2 separate regions of the Mus musculus genome follow, and region 1 is linked to region 2. The links are chromatin contacts, called in public Hi-C maps. All regions are on one chromosome and are shown on one strand. Each heading gives the region's core, a stretch centred on a gene start, on an enhancer-like site or on the middle of the called end of the contact. The rest is flanking DNA. Distances are from core to core; before and after follow the strand shown. Region 1 holds the start of Adora2a (adenosine A2a receptor). Region 2 holds the start of Bcr (BCR activator of RhoGEF and GTPase).

The links. A called contact is a pair of places that touch in the nucleus more often than the background predicts.
Region 1: a contact with region 2 is called in a Hi-C map of erythroblasts, with 3 times the contacts expected there. The contact joins the promoter of Adora2a here to the promoter of Bcr in region 2. A contact is called at or near these places in 5 of 39 promoter capture datasets (the HPC-7 cell line, cranial neural crest, embryonic stem cells and 2 more), 4 of 484 Hi-C or Micro-C datasets (embryonic stem cells, erythroblasts, regulatory T cells and 1 more), 1 of 115 datasets of contacts at active chromatin or transcription factors (memory CD8 T cells) and 3 of 9 other capture datasets (embryonic stem cells, liver and pancreatic islet).

What each region holds. Positions count from the first base shown.
Region 1 is chr10:75,315,387-75,319,802 of GRCm38.p6, reverse strand. Adora2a (adenosine A2a receptor) reads right to left here and starts at 2,926. Exons shown (of 3, transcript NM_009630.3): 1 at 2,656-2,926.
Region 2 is chr10:75,059,122-75,064,030 of GRCm38.p6, reverse strand. It overlaps Bcr (BCR activator of RhoGEF and GTPase), which reads right to left and starts at 3,135. Exons shown (of 23, transcript NM_001081412.2): 1 at 1,721-3,135. The coding sequence starts at 3,005.

The sequences.
Region 1 (4,416 bases), core at 1,677-4,176, 260 kb before region 2:
CTCTGTCCATCAGTGCTTCCGCTAACCTGGCTCCCGGCTCCCGGACGCCATTGTGAGGCCAAAAACAAAGATTCCTGCAGCTAGAGCCTCGGAACAGAGTCATGGCACATTAAGTTAGAGGTAGCCCTGGGAAACAGCACAAGTCCTGTCTTCCTAGTGTCCAGTGCCTTCCCAGGCCTGGACTAAGGGCAGCTTCTCTCCCCCATTCCATCCCTGCTTGACACCTGGCAGGATCTCAGGGCCGGGACCTCCCTCTCTGCACCACATGGCTCCTTCTTCCTTATCTCAGGGTCCGGGTCTTGCTCTGGGCATGAACAGTCTCCAAGGGCTCCTCTCTGTACCTCTAATCTCCTCCTACAATCGGGGTCCCAGTGTGGACCTTGGTCCTATTCTCAGGTTCTGTCACCTCTGCTGCCACCCACCTACAGACTACTTTCCTCCACTGAGTTCCCCAGGTCCTGATCATCTACCCTGCCGGGTCCCCAGTGTGTCCCACAGACCAGATTCTTCCCTGGCACTTGGAGAAAGTCTCTTTTACCAGTTCAGTACTTGCCTGTAGCAAGATCCTCACCTCTTCAACTACACCATCACATTCACCAAAACTTCCTACCGGTGTCCATCTGTCTATCTGACCATCTGTCTCGCCCTCCACTCTCCTATGCACATACTACTCAGGGCTACCAAAAGGCCATTGAGCTCTAGCTTCTTCGAGGGAGAGGGGGTAGCTCAGGAAGGAGCAGGTTAGAGGCAAGAGCTGCTGAATCAAATCCAGGCAACAACCGAGAGCCACCAGGGACTGTGGTCTCACTGACAGGTCCTGGACTTTGCAGAACCTGATGCCTGGGAGCCACATGCTTGCTCCCAAACCAACTCTTGTCCACATTTCCCTCTGTTCACGGCAATCTCTGCTTCCCCTTCCAGGGTTACCCAGCCTAAGAACAGAGGAGACCCCTGACCTGCCCTCTAGCATACCCGTCCCCACCCCAGTCACCACTGCCACCACCTCTTCCCCTGAACCTGCCCCACACCCAACCAAAAACTGTCATTTTTATTCCCTTCTCCCACCCACCCCCATACCCTTGTGTGTTAGCACTACTAAGAACACCATTCCTCTACAGGTGGGAAAATGGTTTTCCAGGACAGTGACCTTCCCTCAGCCACCTAGTTAGTGTGCATCAAGGGGCCAAGATCAAACTCTAGGTTGGGACACCAAAAATCTTTGACCCATTAGCAGGACACTGGAGATCACCCACTGCTTCTTCTGCCTGGCCCACGGTTTGTCTCGTACTACTTGTGTGGGCTGACCTTAGCCTAACTTCAAGCCATGAGCAGGAAGGCTAGCCCAGCCCAGAACAGTCATGGTCAGCCTCTAAGGGAATGCGCACTGGCTAGGGGTTGCTCAAGAGACACTAGAACTTGAGAGAACCTGGGAAGTCCCAGAATGCAAGGGCTGAGCTTTGAGATCTTGATACCATACTCAGGGACCCACCGATCTTTGAGCAGCGACTACAAAACCAAACAGGCAGAGCCTTCCTAACTCCCTGTCCCAGAAAAGCTCTCCATCATCGTCTTAAGGGTCCTGGCACCTAGGACATCCTTGGTTGGTTGTGAGCAACCTCCTGAAAGCCCACGAGGTCTGGGAGTAGAGGAGGAGCTGGGCAGTAGAGGCAGAGATCGGGCAACCAGCACAGAGTCCCAGGTAGAAGGACAGAGAACAGGCTCTCATCTCAGGGAGGCAAAGTGCAGTCTATGGTTGGGTAAGGAGAGGGATTCAAATCCCTCCTGAGCCATTCTGGGGAGAAGGAGTCCTGGCGATTGTCTGGCTGCTGCATCTGTCTCTCTGGTCCACTGTGAATTCCTGCTCCTCCCATTACATGGGCGGGCAAGATTAGTCTAAAGGTTCCAAAGGCAGTGCCCATCCTCTGCCAAACCCTTGAGAGTTGTTACCGTTCCCGCCATTTGCACCCCTGCTTTGGGCACCCCCAGGCACCCACCCTGTTGTCCACTGGACTCTCCGCAGTGCCCTAAGTTCCCGCCACCACAGTCAACAGGATGCTCCCCTCCCCCGGGTTCCAAACTCCCCTGCTCTTGCCGTGCCTTCCCCGAAGCAGCCGGTGCCCGCTTGAACCCCCAACCCGAGAGTCTGACCCGCCTACCTCCGGCCGCGCCTCGACGTCCGCAGCCTAGCTTTGGTAGGGACGCGCCCTAAAGGGACTTGTGTGCTTGCAGGTTCAGTCCCCTCCGCGCGGCGACAAATCGACGGCTGTAGCAGCTCGTGTCGCCGGCGGGTCTAGACGACTGTAAGGCATCCCGCTACCCTGCCTTACTCGAGCCCCTTCCTCCCTAGCTGCCCTTGAGCACTTTCCGGTCGCCGAGGACCGCCCCGATGGCACCACACTTGAGATGTGACCGCGCCGAGGACCCGGGCTGCTACCGCTCCCGAAGTGGCCAGGGCAGGCTCGGACCTCGGCACCCGCGAACTCCCCTCCCGACAGCAGGAAGGAAGAAGGGTCGGAGGGAGCGGCGGGCGCTCCGAGGGGCGGGAGGACCCTGGTTCGCTCAGACCTCCAGGCTCCGCAGCCTCCGACGGCCACAACCGCCAAGATGCCCACCCGAAAACCCCCAGGGTCCCCGGGACCCAGGACCCCCGCTGACCTGCCTCTTGCTCTGGCTCCCACCGTCTCAGCGACCGCTCGGGCTCCAGCTCCGGCCGCGCCGCTCATGGGCGCACCCTGCAGGCGACTTCGAAACCAGCGCTGCTCCCGCCCCGCCCCGCTGCTGGGGGAAACCGAGGCCTCGAGGCGGGAACCAGGGGAAACTGTCTCTGGAAGGGCGAGGTGGTGATGGGTCCGGCAGCAAAGCACCCTTCGCCCCAACGTGGGCGCTTCAGGTCCACGCGTCCTGACCGCCTCCTCCAGCGCCACTCCCACCCCCACCCGAGTGCCCCCACCCATGAAGCCTTGGCGCCCCACCCCTCTCCGGTGGCTCCTCCACAAGGCATTAGGCTGTCTATGCCACTCTGGTCCTCCCAGTTTTGCCCTTTATCGGAGCTAAGCTGCCCTGATGCTGTTATGACCCAAGCTGCTTCACACCCGACCCTAGGCCGGGGCTGGGGGCGGAGGGGGGTTGGTCCTTTACAGTTCTTACATCTCTGATGCCTGTGAACCGTGACTCCTCCCCCACATCTTTACTTCTCTGAACTACTGAGCAAGGAGGGAGTGCATCTGCACCACAGCCTAACTAGGACTCTCAGACTTCTGGGCTGGGAATCTCCTCCTCTCACGACTGGAGGCAGCTGGACCCAAAGTGGAATCTTGTCTTTCTGGAAGGATTTGCAAATCTCAATCTGTTCACAACAGGGCAAGCCCTTCACACAAGGCCACAGCCTTTCTGGAACCTTGTCTTCTAGAACCTTTGCAACCCACAGGCTGTCTGGTTAGAGGAAAGTATGAGGGGAGGCTTGCTGAGAGCCAGGCTAGACCCCCGGGGGGCTGCAGTCAGGATGGGAAGGAATATCTCTTCAGAAGTAGGCACATAGTGAGTGCAGGTGCCAATGTCTGCCTTTGAAATGGTGATTGTCATCTACCAGGACTTGACTTGGACGCCCCCCACCCCATCTCTCAGGCTCATTCTTCCAAAGTCTGACCTTTTATTTCCATTTGATGAGCCCACCCTCGCAGTGTTACAGCATCTGTGGGGTAGAGGGTGTGCCTGTGTCTACAGATCTGGTTAGAGTAGGGACCTTCGTGCAATTTGCTTTAAACCTGAGATCCTCTGGAGGGAGCACAGAAGACTGGAGCACTGCCATCTCAGCTTCAGTTAAGAAGCCTAAAACCATCACCAAGCAGGACCAGTGCCAAGGGCTGCCCTGACACTGGCGTGCGTCGCCATGTGCCTTGCAGGGGTAAGGATGAGACACGATCAAGCTAGGGTCTATTCTCAAACTGGACTCTGCGTGTTTGTTCCTGAGTTCTCTTGGGGGAGCAATACTATCCTGCCCATTCCTGTCAAGACTCGTGTCCTGGGATGACTATCTTAAAAATGCCCCATTGAAGGGGATATGGGGACTCATGAAGTAGAGACCAACTCTTGGCCAGTTCTGGGGATCCCTCCTCTCTCTCAACCATTCCAATTCCAGGGCCCAGCACCTTTCTCCAGGGGGACCCTCCTAGAGCAGTGGTTCTCAACCTGTGAGTCACAATCCCTTTGGCAAACCTGTATCTCCAAAAATACTTATATTATGATTTATACTAGCAGGAAATTACTGTTACAAAGCAGGGAAGAAAGAGAGAGAGGGAGAGAGGGAGAGAGGAAAAGGGAGAGAGGGAGAGGGAGGGAGGGAGAGAGAGAGAGAGAGAGAGAGAGAGAGAGAGAAGAGAATTTTGTGGTTGGGTGTCACTACAACACGAGGAACTC
Region 2 (4,909 bases), core at 1,886-4,385:
TTAGAACTCCCTACCGGCAAGAGAATATCAGACTGGTCTCCGTGGAAGCCTCTCCGTGCTCTTTATGAGAAATGCCCCCAATCACTAGAGCACCAAAAGCCAGCTCAGATGAGTTCACCTCAAAAACAGCTGGCTGGATGTGGCTGGTGCCCAGTAATCACTGGGCAGTCCTCCAGACCTGAGAGGAGCTGGCTGCTGTGCCTCCAGAGCAAATGTCTGACTCTCACAGCTCCTCATCCCTTCCTCCGAGACAAGGAACGCAGCTGGCCCAGGGTAGAGGCAGGTAGGTCCAGCTACACACAGCATCAACCCAGATGGAAGGAAGATCAGCAGCGGGAGGCTGCTGAACAGGACAGGGTGCTGGGCACAGAAAGGCAGCTTAATAGCGCCAAAAATAGCCTCGCTTTTTATCAAGAGGATTCTGACAAATGAAGCACGTGCAACTCCATCAGCAAGAGGGGGGGAAAAATCAGTGAAGCAAAAGACCAGATCAGCTCAAATCAACAGAGGCAAAGACGCCAAGAGATTCCTGACAGCTGTACACCCCCAAGTCCTATGCCTGCCGGCACCCCTCCCACCTCACTCCGATTGAAAATTCAGCCTGGACCTTGAACCCATAACCTCTTCCCATTACCCCACACACCCAACGGTGGCTGTGTGCAGCCGAGAAGTTATGGTTTATCTTAGCGCTAGAGTCAGACCATAGATTAGGAGACTCAAACAAGAACCTGTTGAATAAACTGGTCAGTGGTGGCACACTTTAATCCCAGCACTTGGGAGGCAGAGGCAGGTGGATTTCTGTGTTAGAGGCCAGCCTGGTCTACAAAGTGAGTTCCAGGACAGCCAGGGCTACACACACACACACACAAAAACCCGTCTTGGAAAAAAATAAAAAATAGAAAAAGAACCTGTTGAAAGCTCACCCTTGAGAAAATGAAGTGGGGCAAGAGCACGCTGGAAGACCAGAAAAGAAGGTGGGGTCTGGAGACCTAACTCAGAGGTGTAAGAATGCCTTGAACTGGCACAGCACTGGGTTTGAAAAAGAACGACAGACAAAATTCAGTGGCAGTTGATGGAGGAGTCTACAGGTGAGTAATGATGGGTAAGACCTGTCCAAGCCAAATCAGTCAGGATGGTGTGGGATTACCTCACGTAAGATCTTCAACCTCTTGCTTTTCAGTAGCCCACTGAGTCACAACTTCTGCTTCCTTTCCTCACCTGCTCACTGGCTGACAAGTGAATCTGACACATCTAAGCCCTCAGGCAGCTTGCACATCTTGGGTTCCCCCAACGTGTCATATTACCACTCCAAGACCAGAACAACCAGGTGGCGGGTTGTGGAGAGCCTGCACAGATCACCTTCTCCCCCTCACACACCCCCCCCCCGCGCCCCACTCAAGGAGTTAATCCAGGTGGCAGAGATGACCGACTTTGTGGTCCAGCTTGGAGAGGGCACGTGGCCATCTCTTTCCCAATACTTCCGCAAAACCCACCTTGCTCTAGATCTAGACCCAAGAGAGCACACCACCAGCCATTCCCTTCTATTCCCCCACCCCCATCCATTCCCCTTCAGGAAGAAGGGGGTGGAGTCAGTTCAGGCGCAGGGCCAAAGAGGCACAAAAGCACTTGAAAATCACTCCAAAAAGTACCCATTTTCTCCCATGCCAATCTACTTCAAGAGTCCAGAACAGGTCCAAGTATGCCCACACAAGGCACTCACCTGCTTCCCCTTGAAAGGTGCTGTCCCCATCACTGGGCCAGATCTGCCCAGTCTTGCGGACACCCACGATGGTAGCCTCAGACACCACAACCTGGCACTGCCGGTGCCGCTTCTGGCACTGTGGCGTCGGGGGGCTGCTGCTGTCAAAGGACTGCTGCGAATTCTGCGAGGGTGAGCGGCTCTTGTCCCGGAACATGCGGTAGGTGGTGGGGCTTGGTGACACGCGGCTGGACTGGCCAGAGGAAAAGTCCTCCTCGCTGGAGGTGAGGTTCTCGTTGGAGCTGCAGTCCGGCGTGTAGCCACCTCCGCTGTCCTCGAAACTCCGAGGCGAGTAGGACCTGCGAGGCCAGGTTAGGCGTTTCTCCTGCTCTGAAGTGCTCTGGCTTCGCAGGAGAGGGCTCTTGCCCTCCCCTTCCACCATCATGCCTCCGACATAGATGCTCTGGTAGGGTTGGTACTCCAGGGGCGGCCAAGGGGGCCTGTTGCCGCCGTTGGCATTTATTAGGTTGTCCTTCAGGAAGCGGGGATTCAACTCTGCATCCTCATAGTCACCGTCAAGGCCGCAACTGCTTTCCGAGGAGCGCCCACGGTAATGGGGTCTGGGTGCTTCCCCCAGGCCCTGCCCGGCGCTCTGCTGGGACTTCTTGCGCTCCATTTGCATGGCCTGGCTGCCCAGGGAACTGATTCGGTCGGACACCTCTTTGTCGTTGACCTTCACCAGGCCGCGCTCGTGGTGGAACTCGACGTTCACGTAGAAGGGCTTCTCGGCGTCGGCAGAGCCGGGCTGGGCAGGTCCCTTGCGGATCTTCTCGAAGTTGGATCTGAGCGCCGCCACGCTGGTGGGGGGCCCTCGGTCGTCCCGGTCCGCCGATGCAGCAGCCGCTGGCCTGCGGGCGGACGCTGACCGCCCCTTACTCGGTGACCCCTCTCCGTCCGGCCGCGCCTCGGACTCCTCGACGGGCGCCGGGTCTGCGCCGTCGGCGGGCGCGGGCGGCGGGCGCGGGGCGGACGCTCGGGGCTCGGCGGCGCCGTCGGGGGGCTGCGCTGCACGGCGGAAGCCCCAGCGCTGCCGATCGTAGCTCTTCTTCTCCTTGGCCAGCAGCGTCTGCAGGTAGATCATGCGGAAGCGCTCCTGGTTCACCTCCTGCTCCAAGCGCCTAATGGAGGCCTTGCAGCGCTCCAGCTCCTGCTCGATGTCACCCACCGAGCGCAGCTCCATGCGCGGCGGCTCCGAGTCCGGGAACTGCGCCCTCCACGCCTCGGCGAAGCCCACCGAGTCCACCATGGCGCGGCCGGCTCACCTGCGCCGCCGAGCTGCGCGCCCGGAGTCCGGCTCAGCGGCGGCGCGGCGTTCTCACCGGGCCCGGGCTGGGGAGCCCGGTGGCTCCCATGGCCCCGCGGATGCGGCGGCGAACAATGCCCGCCCCCGGGGGCCGCAGGTGAGGTGGGAGGCTCGGCGGCGGCGGCTGGGGGTGGGGGGCGCGCGCGGGCGGGGGGAAGGGCGCGGGGTTGCGCACGCCGCTATTGTGTGCGGGGCTCCGCAGCGCGCGCGGCGGCGGCGGGAGCCGTCCTCCGCAGAGCAGGCCCACCGCCGGCCCACGGCCGCAGCCCCGCGGGCTCCTCGCCTCCGGTTCCCGCGCCGCCCCGCCCCGCTCCGCAGCTTTCCGGGCAGGCGCTCCGCTCGACACGGCCAGCTCTCGCCGCACTCCCGCCCCGGCCCGCACTCAGCGCTGCAGGAAGGGGAGGACCGGGGGGCGGTGGCCGCGGAGCGGCTGACGGGGCTGGGCGCGCCTCTTAAAGGGGCCGCGCCGCGGGAAGAGCGTTGGGTCCTTAAATCGGACCCGGGACGGCTGCTAACCGGTCTGATCCCCTTCTGTACACAGAGGCGCCCCAGACCGGGTGATTCGAAGCGATCCTTTCACCACGGAGACTCTCATGCCTGTTTCCTCTTTTCTGCATCCACCAACCTCGGTGCTGACCGCACCAATGAACACCCAGCAGGGCCCAAACTATTGAGAAATCAACCGGGGCAGGTCAACGGTGCAAGCCAACAGCCCGGGTGCTAGCCAGTGAACCTCTGGTGCTGGAGGTGGGTGATGAAGCTTCACAATGGCCACTCAGTTGTCACCGGACTCCTTACACTGAATGATAACTTAGGAATGTCTCCCCATCTGTTCGGTCAACGTATCTCCCTTCCTGAGTAATGACTTTTGACCTCTGGAGGCCAATGTAGTATTTTCGGGGTCTTTTTCTTTCTGTGAAAGGATCGCACACCTCCTTCTCAGCAACAGAGCTGGTGGAAGACAGGAAATCTTTAATGGCTCCCAACGAAGCTTAGGGATCTGAGGCACTTAGCAGAGATGCTCTCTGCAGGAACTCTCCAGAATACAAAATGAAACCCAGGCCAGCCTGCTGGGTGAGGTGAAAGGCAATAGGATTTGGCAGCTGAAGAACAGCTTCAATTTTGACCACTTCTCCCATCTCCGTGCCTCAGTTTCCCCGAGCTCTGAGATAAAACCAGAACACCTGCTTCCACAACTGTTATTTCCTTGGTTATAAACTGTTATCATGCTTTTCTAGAGAATTAGAGCCCAGCGCCAGCAGCCAGATCAGCAGGGCCTCCCTGACTTAGGCCGGGATTCTCTTTCCGGCCCTGGAACTCGCTTCCATCCAGCCTGTTGTCTGCACCTAGTAGGGTTCAGTTTGTGTTAACGTTGGTAGGGCTGGCGAGTCTTTGGAGCCCCGCTCAGGAACTCTGTGAGCGCTGTGCAGCTCGCTGCTGCCCTCTGTAGACATTTTTAATCTCTTGTTCCTTCCTTCCCCGCCTACCTCTTGCCCAGCAGGCAGTAAACAACGCAATTGCAGAGAAGAAATAGTTTTGCTGGTGACTTGACTTCTGAGCTTTGAAACAAAAACAAAGAGAGAGAGAGAGAGAGAGAGAGAGAGAGAGAGAGAGAGAGAGAGAGAGAGAGAGAGAGAGAGAGAGAGAGAGAGAGAGAGAGCAGGCATCCCAGAAGCACAACAGTGAAGTACTTCCTTGGTAGAATGAGCAAGTTAAAAAGCCTGATCCTCGCTGGGGGCGTGGCTCAATGGTAGAGGTCTTATTTGGTAAGACATGGATTAATCCCTAACAGTACATAAAAAGGAGAAAGACACAGACAGATAACACACACACGGGGAGGGGGGGGT